Linked DNA regions of Hordeum vulgare: region 2 is linked to region 1. A link is a contact called in public Hi-C data. All regions are on one chromosome and are shown on one strand. The core of a region is the stretch at or near the end of the contact, and the rest is flanking DNA. Distances in the headings are between cores, read along the strand shown.

The links. A called contact is a pair of places that touch in the nucleus more often than the background predicts.
Region 2: a Hi-C map of seedling shows a contact between it and region 1, with 9 times the contacts expected there. The contact joins the promoter of LOC123401291 here to the enhancer-like site in region 1. A contact is called at or near these places in 4 of 6 Hi-C or Micro-C datasets (leaf, seedling and an unstated tissue).

What each region holds. Positions count from the first base shown.
Region 1 is chr6H:100,761,035-100,768,492 of MorexV3_pseudomolecules_assembly, forward strand. No RefSeq gene overlaps it. Among protein-coding and RNA genes, the nearest start is that of LOC123403762, 220 kb to the left of the region's middle. Within about 2 kb of position 3,822, at least 3 of the 3 cell types and tissues checked have open chromatin away from gene starts, as enhancers often do. A contact at or near this core is called in leaf and seedling, where this site is marked.
Region 2 is chr6H:101,179,725-101,187,182 of MorexV3_pseudomolecules_assembly, forward strand. It overlaps LOC123401291 (auxin response factor 6-like), which reads left to right and starts at 3,714. Exons shown (of 14, transcript XM_045095065.1): 1 at 3,714-4,290; 2 at 4,697-4,815; 3 at 5,020-5,118; 4 at 5,214-5,270; 5 at 5,357-5,512; 6 at 5,622-5,706; 7 at 5,885-5,975; 8 at 6,090-6,254; 9 at 6,328-6,450; 10 at 6,785-6,860; 11 at 7,029-7,176; 12 at 7,303-7,458. The coding sequence starts at 4,230.

The DNA of each region.
Region 1 (7,458 bases), core at 2,572-5,071:
AAAGGCATGCAAAACATCCAAAGTTTGACAAAATAATAGCATGAAACCATCAAAAATTATAGATACGTTGGAGACGTATCACTGGCATGTACCCGGCAGCACAGACCTCGTTGATGGTTCCCCCATTGACATTGGAGTGCACCCACTACCCCTGTGTGTCGGTGTTATATGCCAACGCCATAATCTCCCTCCCCTTGTCTGCCATTTCCTTTGGAAGAGGGGGAAGAACACAAGCGGATTGGAAGCTTGGAGATGGATCTGAGAGCGGTGGAGCTTTTTGGAGGTTTGAGCTATGGAGTGGGGGTTGTAAGCATGGAGAAAAATGGTTTAAATCCGTCGACTTTTATAGGTCAGTAAAAGACGAGTCCCCACGCCGCGCCGGGTAAATCTCATATTCCCAATCCTTCGGTCGTTATGCGCGCATTAATTTATCAACGTCATGATGATATCCCTTAAAGACCGGGGCATGATCTATGTATTGATAAGACATGCCAATGGAGAGATGCCTCGGGCCCCTATTCAATATTTTGATAACTGATTCCATCCCATGATAGGGAAAGACGGTTCCATAAAGCTCAGAGGGTTCAAACCCATGCAGTGGTCATGCCCGCATGGGAAGTCTTTGAGACCAAGCTAACTTTTGGAACTCGGGTGCAGAGGGAACTCTTTGTGAAAAAACCCTATTTCTTTTTTGCCGAAGTTGAGATTTCGAAAATATGTTTTGCTGGGTTCAATTGTAAAAGGATGCTCGGTAATTATCAAAGAATGAAAAACTTCGGATTCAAAACATATGCTCACGAAGAAGGAACTCGCGTGCCAAGCCGAAGACATCCACTGAAGAGAAGCCTTTCCGAGGAAGAAGTTGCAGCCCTCAGTTTTGAAGTGCAATTCCGGGGCTACTAATATTGTCCTGGACTAAGGGATATTAACCTGTATGACAATGTGGTTATGCTCATGGTACACATGTGTTTTTTAACTTTTGTTGAATTCTAAAAATATTAGATGCATTTATTACAAAAATAATAGTTCACTTTTTAAAGTCTACATGGCACGATTAAAAATGTTTATGCAGTATAAAAAATATATTTTCTCAACTTTATAGAAAAAACTGTGTGCCTTGAATAAAAATGTACGTTCCATTTTAAAAAAGTTTCACGTGTCTCAAAAATATGATGCTGTCATTTACAAAATACTTATGCAATGTAAAAAAAGTTAACATAGTTAGAAAAATGTTTCTTGTCATTCAATGTTCTTACCACATATTCCAAAAAAATTAAACATGTATTTAAAAAAAATCAATCATGCATTTGAAAATGTTAACTTGTATACAAATGATTTATATGTATAATAAAACTATACGATGTGTATGATAAAACCATATCTCTAAATATATATTTGAAATTTTTGAATCACATATTATTATTGTAAAACGTCCATAAAAATATTCCTGATGTATATGAAAAATATATAATAAGTATGAAACAATTAGATATGTGTAGACACAAAACAAAAAGGGAAAATAGAAAACCCGGAGAAAACTAGTGAAAATTGAAGAAAGAAACAGAGAAAACGCAGAGAAAAAATGTAAAGGAGCCGAGGAGAAGTAGACACAAGCGAAAAAAAAACTCAAGGAAAATCAATGCACAACAGTGAAAACCAGATAAGAAAAACCACAGAAGAACAATCTTGCGGCTGCTATAGTACTATGCCAGCCCAGTAACAACGTGCCAGGGGCGAGACCTTGTTACATCTCGTAACAGGCGTGAAATAGGTCCTGCCGCATTCTTTTCTTGCCTCTGGCGCATAGTGCAGTCGTCTTAATTTGGGAAGGTTGTGCAAAATAACCCGACAAATATATGTTTCTTTTGTTTTACTGTGTTTTCAACGACTTTCTTGACTTTTTTGTGTTTGTTTTCTTGGTTTGTATACAATTTTTTTATTACCTTGTTCTTTTTTTGTCTACTCGTTATAACGTTTTATTCTTTGAATACTTTGTTGGAATTTCAAAATAAGCACTGAAGACTTATTGTATATATTTTGAATACTTTCTATATAGTCATTTATTGTTTGTCAAAATATGTGCTGCATTAGTATTTAAAAAATTAACACATGTCCGGACTTTAAAAAAAATGGCATTGTCATTATTTGAAAACATGCAAGTATTTTTATATTTGTTTATGAAATTTTATAAATGGTCTAAACATTTGTTTAATAAACCACGAGCATTTTCTGAAGGACCGATTTAACATTTTTCACAAGTATCCTTAACATTTTTTAAAACATGAAAAATATTTTTATTGTTCCCTTTTTAAAATATCACGACTATTTATAGGTTATGTAATTTATTTTTTATATTGCATTAGTATTTTTCTAATGTCATGAATAGTTTTGGAAATATGTGAACATCTTTATAAATGACACAAATATTTGTTGTAAAGTATACGAACATTTTTCGAAAACTACAAGAATGTTTTATTCAAAATCCTACAAATAATTATAATACATGTTGAATATTTATTTAAAAGGCTAACAAAGAATTGTCCATAATATATTGTAACATTTTCTAATATATGCATATCTATTTTTGATTACTATATTTTTAATAGATGTTTTGACATTCTTGGAAACATTTTAGACCTTTTTAAGATACATGTTAAATTATTTGTAGGATTTTGTTTATTTTAGACATTCTTGGAAAGATTTTAGACCTTTTTAAGATATATATTTTTAACTAATTATATTTTTCGAAACGTGTGAACATTCCTTAATGTTTAAAGGTATTATTTTAACGGTACCAACATTTTATAAAAATAGCACGGATATTTCTTACGCTGCATGAACATCTATTAAAATGTGCAACGAACACTTTTAAACAATTAAGTAAATTTATTTCTGAAATATAATTAGTTATAATATTTTAAATAAACAAAAATTAAAAAAATGAAACAAACAAAAGAACACAAGACAAAGAACTGACGCTACTGAGCCGGCCCAAGTATAGCCGCGCCCCAGGCGAGATAAAGTCGCGTCCACGTTTGGTGGCCACAGATTCCGCATCAACACGTTACATCGAGCTCAGGAGTCAGGATGCACGTGCGCACCGGGCACCACCGTTAGATTCTGTGGAGCACTCTGGTTATGTTCCTCGTGTTTCGCTCTGCTTGATTTCTGTCTGAATCGTCGTAGTCACGTGTCGAATATATATGTATCTTCATTGGGGTAGCCTGTGCGCTTTACCTTTTTGTAAGTCAAAAGGAATTGCCCTGATGGGTTGTTGGAAGAAGAAGAAAAACTCTAAATAATGTGTGGAAATCACATGGCTAAAATTTGTCGCCGACTGACAACGCCGCGACCATAAGAGGCAAATACAAAACATATTTGCCTTGTTTCACCACCATTGACCATAAGCTTTGCTACATTCCTTTTGTTTGGATTGGAAGGAGAAAAAAAAAGGACTTGTATTGATAGCAGCCATACAGCAGATTGTGCCAAGCAGATTGTAATGCTCCCACTTAATCAGAAAGAAGAAGAACTGGAGCCGTTATCAGAAAGAGAAGAGAAGATCGAAGGTTAACACATCACGATCGGGCGTTTGCCTTCTTTTTCAACGCCTTTTTGACTCGGGCACACACACATGGTCACCCAACATCTCCTCCTTTCAATTCGGATGAATTATTATGGTCACCCAGCAGCTAGACTCCTCTTTTGCTTTGGTCGCTGTCACTTGCTCGTCCCGATTCTCCCCTGTGGCGGAGAGCGTCCCCATCGGATGACCGAATTCCCGAGCCTCCTCCCGCTTTCCGCTTTCGTCCTGGGGTTCACCTTTCCAGGTTCAAATGCTAAATTATTACACACTTTACAACGACGTGTCATGCGGCATACAGTGAGTGAGCTAGCCCGGTCGCTGTGGGATGGAATGAGAAATGCCCGTGGCGTCGGACTGAGAGCAACCCATCGGTGCGAATGCTCGCGTACGTACGTTTATACGGATAGGTTTCTGGATAAGAGATGCGTGTATAGAGAAAAATTAGTACTACAAGCTCTTATCACGATCGTTATGTTTATGTAGGTCATGTGTACATCTACCACCTTTGCAAATCATTTTGACGTTTTTAATCATATATATACTCCCTTCGTATCAAAATAATTGTAATTGAAGAGAATTAGATTAGTTTTTTTAAATATAATTATTTTAATAGGAAGTGTACTTGGTTATAGCAAATTAAATACGTTTACATGCGCTTTGTGTTTTGCCTTGCTAGGGTGGTAGCCAACGAGTATGTGACATGAGGAAGCATGGTGTGTGAGCGCACAGTGCAGACACTGTGGCAAGAAAACATGCTTGCATATGCATCATTGCTTCATACTCTACATGCTTACATGGATACATGCATGAGGTATCCGTGCATGATTAAGAGCTAGCTAGCTAGCTTAACCCTAAGGGGGACATTTATTCCCTCTTAATCAGTGTCATTCCCCTCCTTGGCTAGAATTCCCTTGGCTATAGCTCTACAAGACTACAACACTCCACCAAAACAAACAAAGGCAAACTAGGTTGATTATATCATGAGCCTTCTAGATATGTGTACATGACATGATGTTAACACGTGAAATCAGGGAGTCTAATATTTGAGTGTTGTCCTTATCAGACATGCACTTGCTGCTGGTTAACAACTTAATCCGTTCCTATGATTATCTACTGATTAATTAGCTCCCTCCGAGACACGGAGACAAAGCTACCCCAAGTTGAGACTTGAGACTGTAGCTTAGCTAGGCTTTCTCCAGTAGACTTGATTAGGATGTGCTGTCACGATAGGATATTGCATAGCCTGTGATCAACTGGATTTGTCTTATGTAATGATGCATAATTAAGGATGGGACAGTGATGAGCATGTAGCTAACTCCAACGGTCCCATGCAATGAATCATGAATAGAGTACTCTTCAAGGCTTCAAGCTACCCTGTAATTTTGGTGACTTGTACTTGTACGGAGTACATGACTTCCTAGCTAGGCGGCTAGGCCCATGCATCATTAGAGTTAAGTGTCAAGTACTGGGTTAGTTAGGCCCAATTAAGGGGCCTTTTCATTAATCAGAGCAACCACCATAGCTAGTTCTTAGTGAACTGGTATTCCTGCATGCATGCGCACAGAAATTGGTACACAATGTGTTATAAATCATAGAACTAGAATGTTAATTACTGCAATATTAATTTTGCAATCTATGTATGGGCCTGCTGCTGCTGCTCCTGTTGCATAGATCATGATTTGCAATCATGAAGCCAGCATGGATAGACCCTAGCTATGTGCTGTATAGATCTGAATGAACTGAGCTTCTCAACTGAACCTTCACCATACTGCATCACTGTATGTATCTGCAGCATTGGCAGGTGAATCTCATCCTCAAGTATATATATATATGTATATCTATTTTTGATGATGGCTGAGCTGGTGGGTTGCATTGCAACTTTTACTACTCTATCTATCCGAACGCACTGCCCATGCATGCAAGTGCAGGTTATCTTGGTGTTATTTTCTGCAAAAAGGACCCACATGACATACTTGCCACAAGTGCCAGAATATAAATGTTAATGTGTTTCTAAAAAGCAGATAAATTAACATATTGAACCATACTCTTTCTGAGTATATATGGTAGTAGCATATCATGCAAAAGACCAACTCATTAAGGTATTGGGCCTACTTAAGCTAAATAATCAACTAGTCCTAGAGTAGCTATTCCTGGCCATTGCTTCATATTCTAAACTAATGATCAGTGATCAGACCTAACCGCAAAATCTTCTTTGTTGATTGACAGTGGAGAGAAAGCTAGGGACTTTGGCACTTTGCCCTAACTTGAGGAAGAATAAGGCCATCTTAGGAAGCATCATTGGATGCCTTTCTTGACCCCTTTTAACACCATGCCTCTTGTCCTCTCAATGAAAATTGTCTTGTCATGCTTTGCCACCACATGCATTCTTTCCTCCTTATCCCTGCATGCATGTTCATCTCTAAGATTTCAAGCTAGCAACCGAGCACAGAATAGTGTCCGCCCACTGGTCTTGCTAGATGCATGGCCCCACCGATTTATAGAGTGGACTAAGAGCGCATGGGGTGAGATACCTTCATCAAGTTTTCAAGACCATTCTTGTTGTCACTTGCTATGTCGCGCCACTCTTGCTGTGCCATTCTTGTCTGGCTAGCTGCCCAGAGTTCACGTCTCAGCACTTGCAGCTCATGATGGGGACAGTCATAGACTCATAGGATGATGCAGCTATGGAAGGGTGGAATTAAGAGTGTACAGTGACTTTCTTCTTCATCACTCGTATAGTCATATAACCACCGTCTCAAATTTGTTCATTTAAATTTGTTTATATACGAATTTATCTAACAATAAAATATGTCTAAATACATTAAACAAATCTAAGACAACTAATTCTAGACAGAGGGATTGAGGGAGTATATGTTTTTCATGATAATACGACATGAGAGGTTTTCTGAATTCTCTATGAAAAGTTGAAAACCGGACTGTTTTTGTATGAAATTTTCAGCAATTTTTTTTTTCGAGAGTACGCTGATAGCGTACCATATTTTTATAGAAGGCAGAATAGAGTTTACAAGACACCAATTAGAATGCGTACATTATCATTGGCGGGGCACACCAACACCAGCGAATAAACAACAAAGTTACTCTCTCATAAAAGGATTTAAACCTCCTACACCAAAGCCGGCGAGTTTCCATTCCTCGATCTCATGAAGCACAAGAGAGATCAGTTGTACCGATGTTTTCTATTCATTGATCCTGTTGAAAACTCTTGCGTTTCTTTGCTTCGAGATCGCCCAAGCAGTCCCGATCATGAATGAATCAAAGCCGCGTAGGGTCCTCCCTGAGAAGAGCCTCCTCTGATCAAACCACCAATCTTTAAACGTGCCAGGAGGGGCGGGTGGTGGGATATTAAGGTTAAGGCTCTCGAAGCATCCGTGCCAGACTTCTCTCGCGTAAACACAGTGACAGAGGATGTGATCAATGTTGTCCTGGTCTTGTAAGCAGGAGAAGCAAGCAGAGGGTTCATCCGGCCTATAGTCCATGTCTGGCTCTCCTGTCAGATGTCCAAAGCCTGTATTGCATCATGAGCCACGCAAAGATTTTGCAGCGTAGGGGTGCTCAGCTCCTCCATATGCATTCCGCCCATGCAGCTCTCTCCTTTCCCATGCACAATCTGTTATAAGTAGCCTCTGTCATCCCTGCAGGCAAATGGAATTGGTGTGGCACACCTTCATTCCTTGGAGCAGTGGAGATTGCAAGGCATAAGTTAGCGATCTGAATGTTCACCATGAAGTTAATATCACCAGCCACATCTGTAGTCCAAGCATTATTAGTCAGCGTTTGATGGACAGTCCCTGTGTTGCATGCCCTGGTGACTACCAGCTTCCATAGGTCAGGTGCAATCTCTCCAACCATGA
Region 2 (7,458 bases), core at 2,464-4,963, 420 kb after region 1:
AGCATTGGCCAAAGAATTTTGAGGAGAAGCCCCTTGATGCATGAAAGGAATAGGATTGGCTCAAGCTTCAAGCAAGAAGACTACATTTTACATTTGTGAGAAATCACTTTGAGTCCATACGAAAGCCAATACTATTAAAAGGGGGTGAGGTATTATGATGAATTGGTTGCTCAAGTGCTGAGAGGTAGCCATCAAAAATACTCAGCCATTCTCCCAAAAAATGTCTCTGTCCAAAGCCATACCAGCAAAATCGGTGCCACTAATATTTTCCACTCGGGCCTACTGATTTTCCACCAGACACAATCTTTGCCAAACCCTAATCTCTTGGTACCACCAACATTTCATATCGGTGCCACCAAAATCAGTGGCCGACTTTCTGGTTAGCTATTTTCAAGAATCGGTACCATCAAGTTTGAGAATTGGTCTCACCGAGATTTGACCAACTTTCTGGTTAGCCATTTTCAAGAAACGGTACCACCGAGTTTGAGAATTGGTCTCATCGAGTTTTCGACCAACTCTCTGGTTAGCCGTTTTCAAGAATTAGTACCACCGAGTTTTGAGAATTGGTCTCACCGAGATTTGGAAACTGCTTACGACACCAATATCGGTACCATCGAGATTCCTATATCGATCTCATCGAGAATTCAAAAGTTGCCACATTTAGTGCAACTCGTTACCACCGAGATTCATTTCGGTGTCATTGAGTTGGGCAATAATGTTGTAACGGTTGGATTTTGGGGGATGACTATATATACCCCTCCACCTACCTCTCATTCTCAAAGGAAGCACTCATAACACACTTACACTTGCCAGATCCATTTTTCTGAGAGAGAGCCACCTACTCATGTGTTGAGATCAAGATATTCCATTCGAATCATTTGAACCTTGATTTCTAGCCTCCCCAAGTTGCTTTTCACAAGATCAATCTCTTCTACCCATGCCAAATATGTGAGAGAGTGATTGAGTGTTGAGGTATCTTTTGAAGCACATGAGTGAGGAGTTGATCTTTCTACCGCTTCTATTACCTTTTGGAGGGTGGTGCCTCCTACTTCGTGTTGTGGAGTTGAATCAAGAAGTTTGTAAGGGCAAGGAGATCGTCTACTTCGTGAAGACCTACCATGAATGAGGCTAGTCCTGTGTGGACTGATCGCCTACTTCGTGAAGACCTACCATTCCTTGACTAGCATGTGTAGGGTGCACTAGACTTGTTAGAAATGCTAAAATCTGTCAACCACTGAAATTGAGAAAATGTTAGGATTTTAATTATGCAAGTAGTCTATTCACCCCCCTCTAGACACCTCTTCTATTGATCCGACACTCAGGGGTCAGATGTATCATGTAGATATAATAATACGGTAGCCATGGCCCGGTGATATATATAAGTGTTAGCGTTGAATCTCATTGAAAGCCCTGGTCTCCGCTCGAGCTTATATGATTTCGACATGAATGGTAAAGGCTGGAAAATAATTAGAAACAAATTTGATATTTTTTTGAATTTTTTTGTGGTAATATTGATTTTTTTATTGCTTGCAAAGTTTCATCATGGAATGATATTTTTTGGAAGGCGTGAAAAAAACGATGCTTTAAAAATGCTATTTTCAAAAGCATTTTAGAATGTTGATTATTTTTTGCCATGACTTCCATGAATGTCATTCCAAGATAAAACTTTGCAATGACTTAAAATATTTTTCAATTTTTGCCACAAAATAGAAAAATCATATACTTTGCATCCGTGTTGTTTGTCCTGATGTGATAGAAGTATGCTTCAAATTTCTAACACATCTAGGTTCTTTTTGATTTGCCAAAATAGTAAAAAGAACATGATTGGAACGTCATGCCATTTGAATCCTATCAAATTTGATTTTGTTTGATTGCATCAGAAAATAAAATATTTTTTCAAGATCATTGAGTGGATGTAGTGATCTTAATGGTCTTATATTCCTTCATAGAGGGAGTACAAATGATTTCTTAGAAAAAAAACCCAACAGGATTCAATCCTCTAAAATCCTATGAAAATCAATTGAACGATATGGACCTTACACATTTATACGGATTAAACAAGTTTCCTTGGAAAAGTTTGCGCTCCACACGAGGGCCTCGAAGAGCCGGGGCCAGCAGAGGTCCAGCACCCCAGCAGTACACTGTTGAGTGAATTTAAACTAAGTCCAGTCTAGATGCATGTGCTCGAAGCAATAAACATATCAAGTCGTACACGTACGCTGGTTTGACCACGCTAATGGAGTACTACTACTACTAAAAGAGACGAGAAGAACACAATACGTTAATGATGGCGAGTAAACATTGGTCAAAAAGGCATTATCACGGGGGATCTACACGGGACGGGAAAAAAAAAAGCCCACTAGCTGACCACGACTGAAAAATACATGTACGTATACGAGAAGAAGAAGTTGACGCCTTTTCTTGTCTCTCGAACACGTTTCGATATTCCGTCATCTGGCGATTATCTTTATCAAGAGATCCAGCGGCAAAAACGTTTTTTGTCAATCGTGAAGCAGCCGTAGAATAGAAAGCATGTAGACGTTTGTTCGTCGACGGCGCCACTTAATTTGATTTGTTCTGGATTCGCCAAATTTGGCTGGTATTTGTGAAAGTTCAAAGTGTAATGCGCCTGCTGTTCCTCGCGGAAAAAAATGTATGTTGTACATAAACTAAACTCAGCTAATGGAGTAATTCAGATGCAAAGGCCATGTTCATTCTCTTTTTCTAAAAAAAATAAAGCAATGATAAACAAACATGCATTTTAATATACATCTGATTAAAGAACCGAAGTCTTCAAGTACATCGGGTCCAAATCGAAAGACATTAATTAATCGCTGCAACATGGCATTTTTTCTATTGATTTTTTATGCTACTTCTACATGACAATTTTGAATTTTCATTGTGGATATGGTGTATATTTTCTTTTAACAATACAGACGTAAGCATTTATATATACGCGCATACACTTATCTCTATGAACATACACACATCCCTATAAATCATATACACGTGCATACATTCATTTCTATGAACACACACACCCTATAAACGCAAACACGTACATACTATCTCTATGAACACCCCGAAAGATTGAGCCGGCATGTCATATTAAGGTTTACAAAGTTATTGTAGACGCCTCGTATCCTTTCACTCAAAGCGTATCACATTCATTCTTATGAACGCGCACACACACACATCGTACCACTATGTGCACCTTCAAAAACTACTTTCACTTAAAGCGATCGACGAGACTTAAACTCTGATGGATTGAAGATAGCATGAATTCTAATGGGCTGAAGATACCAAGGTTCTCTAATCATCTAACCACATGTTGGTTTGATGATAGACGTGTACATACTTTGTAAATTACACGAGGCGAACCTTTTCCAGCCGTGTACATACTTACATGAATACTTGCATGAATTACACGGGGTGCGGTGGAGAACAAATGTAGAAAAAAAAACTTACCGGAAGCATGCACGTTGCACGGAGAAAAGGTTGGTTTTTAAAGTGCATGACAGAGAAGAGAGAGGGAGAGAGAGCACCGCTCGTGGGGTTAAAACCCCAAGAACTGCATTGGAGCAGCAGCACAAGGCGCAGAAGCTGCAGCAAGAAGAAGAACCAAGTAGCACCGAGAAGAAGAAGTGCACTGTGCCACCTTCCCTCCCCCCCCCCCCCCCCCCCCCCCCTCTCTCTTCTAAGTAGCAACACGAGCAGGCAGGAAGCTACAGGCAAGAAGCAGCAGCAGCTTGATCGACACCGGCGGCGGCGGGCGGATCTGCCGTGGAGCCACGGCCGGGTCCTCCGGAGCCGGGAGCTGCCGTTTCGGAGCCCGTGGCGGCGAGATCTGACGAGCCGCCGCCTTCTCGCAATCGAGAGGCGCGGTTCTTGCCTAGCTCCCGCGGCCGCAAAGGCGGCGCATTCCCGCCGCCGCCGCCGCCAGTCCCCTGACGCTTCCCGGAGGCGGGGCTGGGGCTCCTGGATCGAGAGGCTCGAAAACTCGGAGTTCTTGGATCGAAAAGGACCGCGCCTTCGGGCCGGGTGCGGCGGAGGCAGGAGGTTTGGCTTGGCCGGTTCGGGGAAGGAGACAGCGATGGTGATGCTGTTTGGAAGCGCTCGTGATTTGGTGTAGAAACAGGAAACGAAGCCTTCTTTCGTTTTCTCCGCTCCCTCGCCTCCCCGTCTCGTGGGCTCCCCGTGTTGCCTTCAAGCACGCTCGCTCGTCAAGTATGAATCTCTCGCCGTCGGCCGGCGGCGGTTGCCTGCCGGATCAGCCGGCGTCGCCGGAAGGTATTATTGTCTTGGCATTTCAGTTGGCAGTTTTCACTTCGCTTGCTTTAAATCTGTGTGTGTAATCATGTGAGCCCCATCAACCTACTATCAATTTATTCTTCCTTGGGTGATTTCTTTACTACGCTTCTTGACAACATACAACTGTTATGTTAATGCAACACTAATACACTTGATGACAGAGTTTCTGGTTCTTTACAAGTCTGCCCATTTAAATTTTATAAATATACATATATATATATATATATATTTTCTAGTATTTAATAGTGCAGATTTTCTAGCCAAATATATTTTTCCCCAGTGGAAGGTGTTAAAGTAGGATGCAGGTTCTGAACTTGGATGCAGGATTGTTAACTGAACTTCATATATCTTCTGTACCTTATGCTCAAACTATTTCCCTTTTCAGTATCAGAAGAGCACAAGTGCCTAAACTCAGAGTTGTGGCACGCCTGTGCCGGCCCCCTCGTTTCTCTGCCTGCGGTCGGCAGTCGGGTGTTGTATTTTCCTCAAGGTCACAGTGAGCAGGTTACCATTCTTCCTCCCAGTACAACGATGTAGATCGGAGATGTTGTAGAGTATCTCCGAGTACCAGTAATGGTTGCAGAATTGTTTTCATTTTCGCAAGGTCCCTTTTGAGTTCCATGTCTCGCAGCAGTTCTTAGATGGTTCTGCCAGAACTGAAGATTTTTAAGACACTAATGGACTCACATGGTTGAGTTTCTACCATAGGTATCGGTATCAACAAACAAGGAAATGGAGTCGCAGATCCCCAACTATCCGAACCTGCCTGCGCAGCTTATATGCCAACTGCATAATGTGACCATGCACGTAAGATCGGATCGATATAATGAATCTGTTTCAAGACCCAAGTAGTACTGACATTAGCATTGTCTCATAAGCATTGCTGTATTTTTTTCCTTCAGGCTGATGCAGAGACAGATGAGGTCTATGCACAGATGACGTTACAGCCACTCAGCCCAGTAATACAGGATTTCCAACCTAGTGCCATCTATGCATGTACTTCTGTTTGTAGCAAACTTATATTTTATCTTGATTTTGTTTCCAGCAAGAACTCAAGGACCCATTTCTACCTGCTGAATTGGGCAATGCTAGCAAACAACCAACGAATTATTTTTGCAAAACATTAACTGCAAGTGACACCAGTACGCATGGTGGATTCTCTGTTCCCCGCCGAGCAGCGGAGAAGGTGTTTCCTCCGCTGGTACGTGCTGTTCATCAGCAATTGTTTGCTGTATCTTTTAACCACATGTTACATTTTCGGATGAAATGAACTTCATTTAATTATGTATTTTCCTTTGATAATTTTGTAGGATTTCACTCAGCAGCCTCCAGCACAGGAGTTGATGGCAAAAGACCTGCATGGCAATGAGTGGAAATTCCGTCATATCTTTCGAGGTTAGTTATTTTGTAGCTATTTTTGTTGGTTCTTCCTTTGTGAATTTTTCGGTCATGTATAGTCTATATAGCCTTGTACATACCCTCATTTCATACAGCCTTGCTTGATACAGCTCATGTAAGATTTCAAAAAGTAGTATATGATGTCAAATAACTTCAAATCAAATTGCTGGTGCAGGTCAACCAAAGCGGCATCTTCTGACAACAGGTTGGAGCGTCTTTATAAGTGCAAAGAGACTGGTTGCTGGAGACTCTGTCCTATTTATCTGGTACATCTGTTCTTCCAGTTTATTTATTTTTAGAACAGTTACTCAGTGCTTCCATACCCTACCGTTTTTAGCAGAGTTTTATGTTGATATTCATTTGTGTCTTTGGTTGATCAGGAATGACAACAATCAGCTGCTTCTGGGAATACGTCGAGCAAATAGGTCGCAAACGGTCATGCCATCATCAGTATTGTCTAGTGACAGCATGCATATTGGTCTTCTGGCTGCAGCTGCTCATGCTGCATCTACAAATAGCCGGTTCACCATCTTCTATAATCCAAGGTAGAACAACTCCTTACATATATGTCTGATTGTTATCCTCTCAGATACTCAGATTTGTCCACGTGTTCTGCAGAGCAAGCCCTTCAGAGTTCGTCATACCATTGGCTAAGTATGTGAAGGCTGTGTACCATACCCGTATATCTGTGGGCATGCGTTTCCGTATGCTTTTCGAGACAGAAGAATCCAGCGTTAGGCGGTATGTCAATACTGTGTTTATCTCTTAAAGTGATGTTGTGTGTACATCACATGGAGCTCTTTCCTTATCTTGATTTCAGTTGACCAAACTATGGAATGTAGACAAGTCTTTCTATGCATTATATATCTGGTTCTTTGTGTTAGTACTTTGTGTTATCTGTACAGAGAAATTGTTTCAGAACTCCCTAAACTATCACCACTTCTTCACTTGGCTCTGTTAAACTTGCGTCCATTTCTATATCTATCTAGCTTGCTTTCTGCTTTGTCGTAGTGAGCTCCATGTTTACAGTAGTATGTGATATTAAGTGGCCTAAACTGCCCATGTGCTCTTGTAGATACATGGGAACAATTACAGGAATAAGTGACCTTGATCCTGCTCGTTGGCCGAACTCACACTGGCGTTCTGTTAAGGTAGATCTTGAAATAATAATTATCTGTTTGTTTGTCAGTAAAGGTAGATCTTTACTTGCGTACTAGTTCGACTTAAAGTTGATGGTACAGTATGTTTTTACATTCTAGACATCTTCTGCCATGTTTCTTTAAAATTGAGGATGCAATCTTTTTTCTTGAACCATGCAGGTTGGATGGGATGAGTCAACTGCTGGAGAGAGGCAACCAAGGGTGTCTCTTTGGGAGATTGAGCCTCTGACGACTTACCCGATGTATTCATCTCCTTTCCCTATGCGTCTGAAGCGGCCTTGGCCAACAGGATTGCCTTCCTTATATGGTACAAGTGAGCATAGCAACTTTAGTCAATACCTTCAAACGATATCAGTGAACATCAATGAGTTATTCTTTACTGATTCATTTTTATAATGGTAAACGTGATCTTACTTGTGATGGTTTTTTGCAGGTGGAAAGGAGGATGACTTGACCTCTTCTCTTATGTGGCTTCGAGATGGAGCAAACCCAGGTTTCCAGTCATTCAATTTTGGTGGACTTGGTATGAGTCCTTGGATGCAGCCAAGGATGGATAATTCCTTACTTGGTATGCAACCTGACATGTACC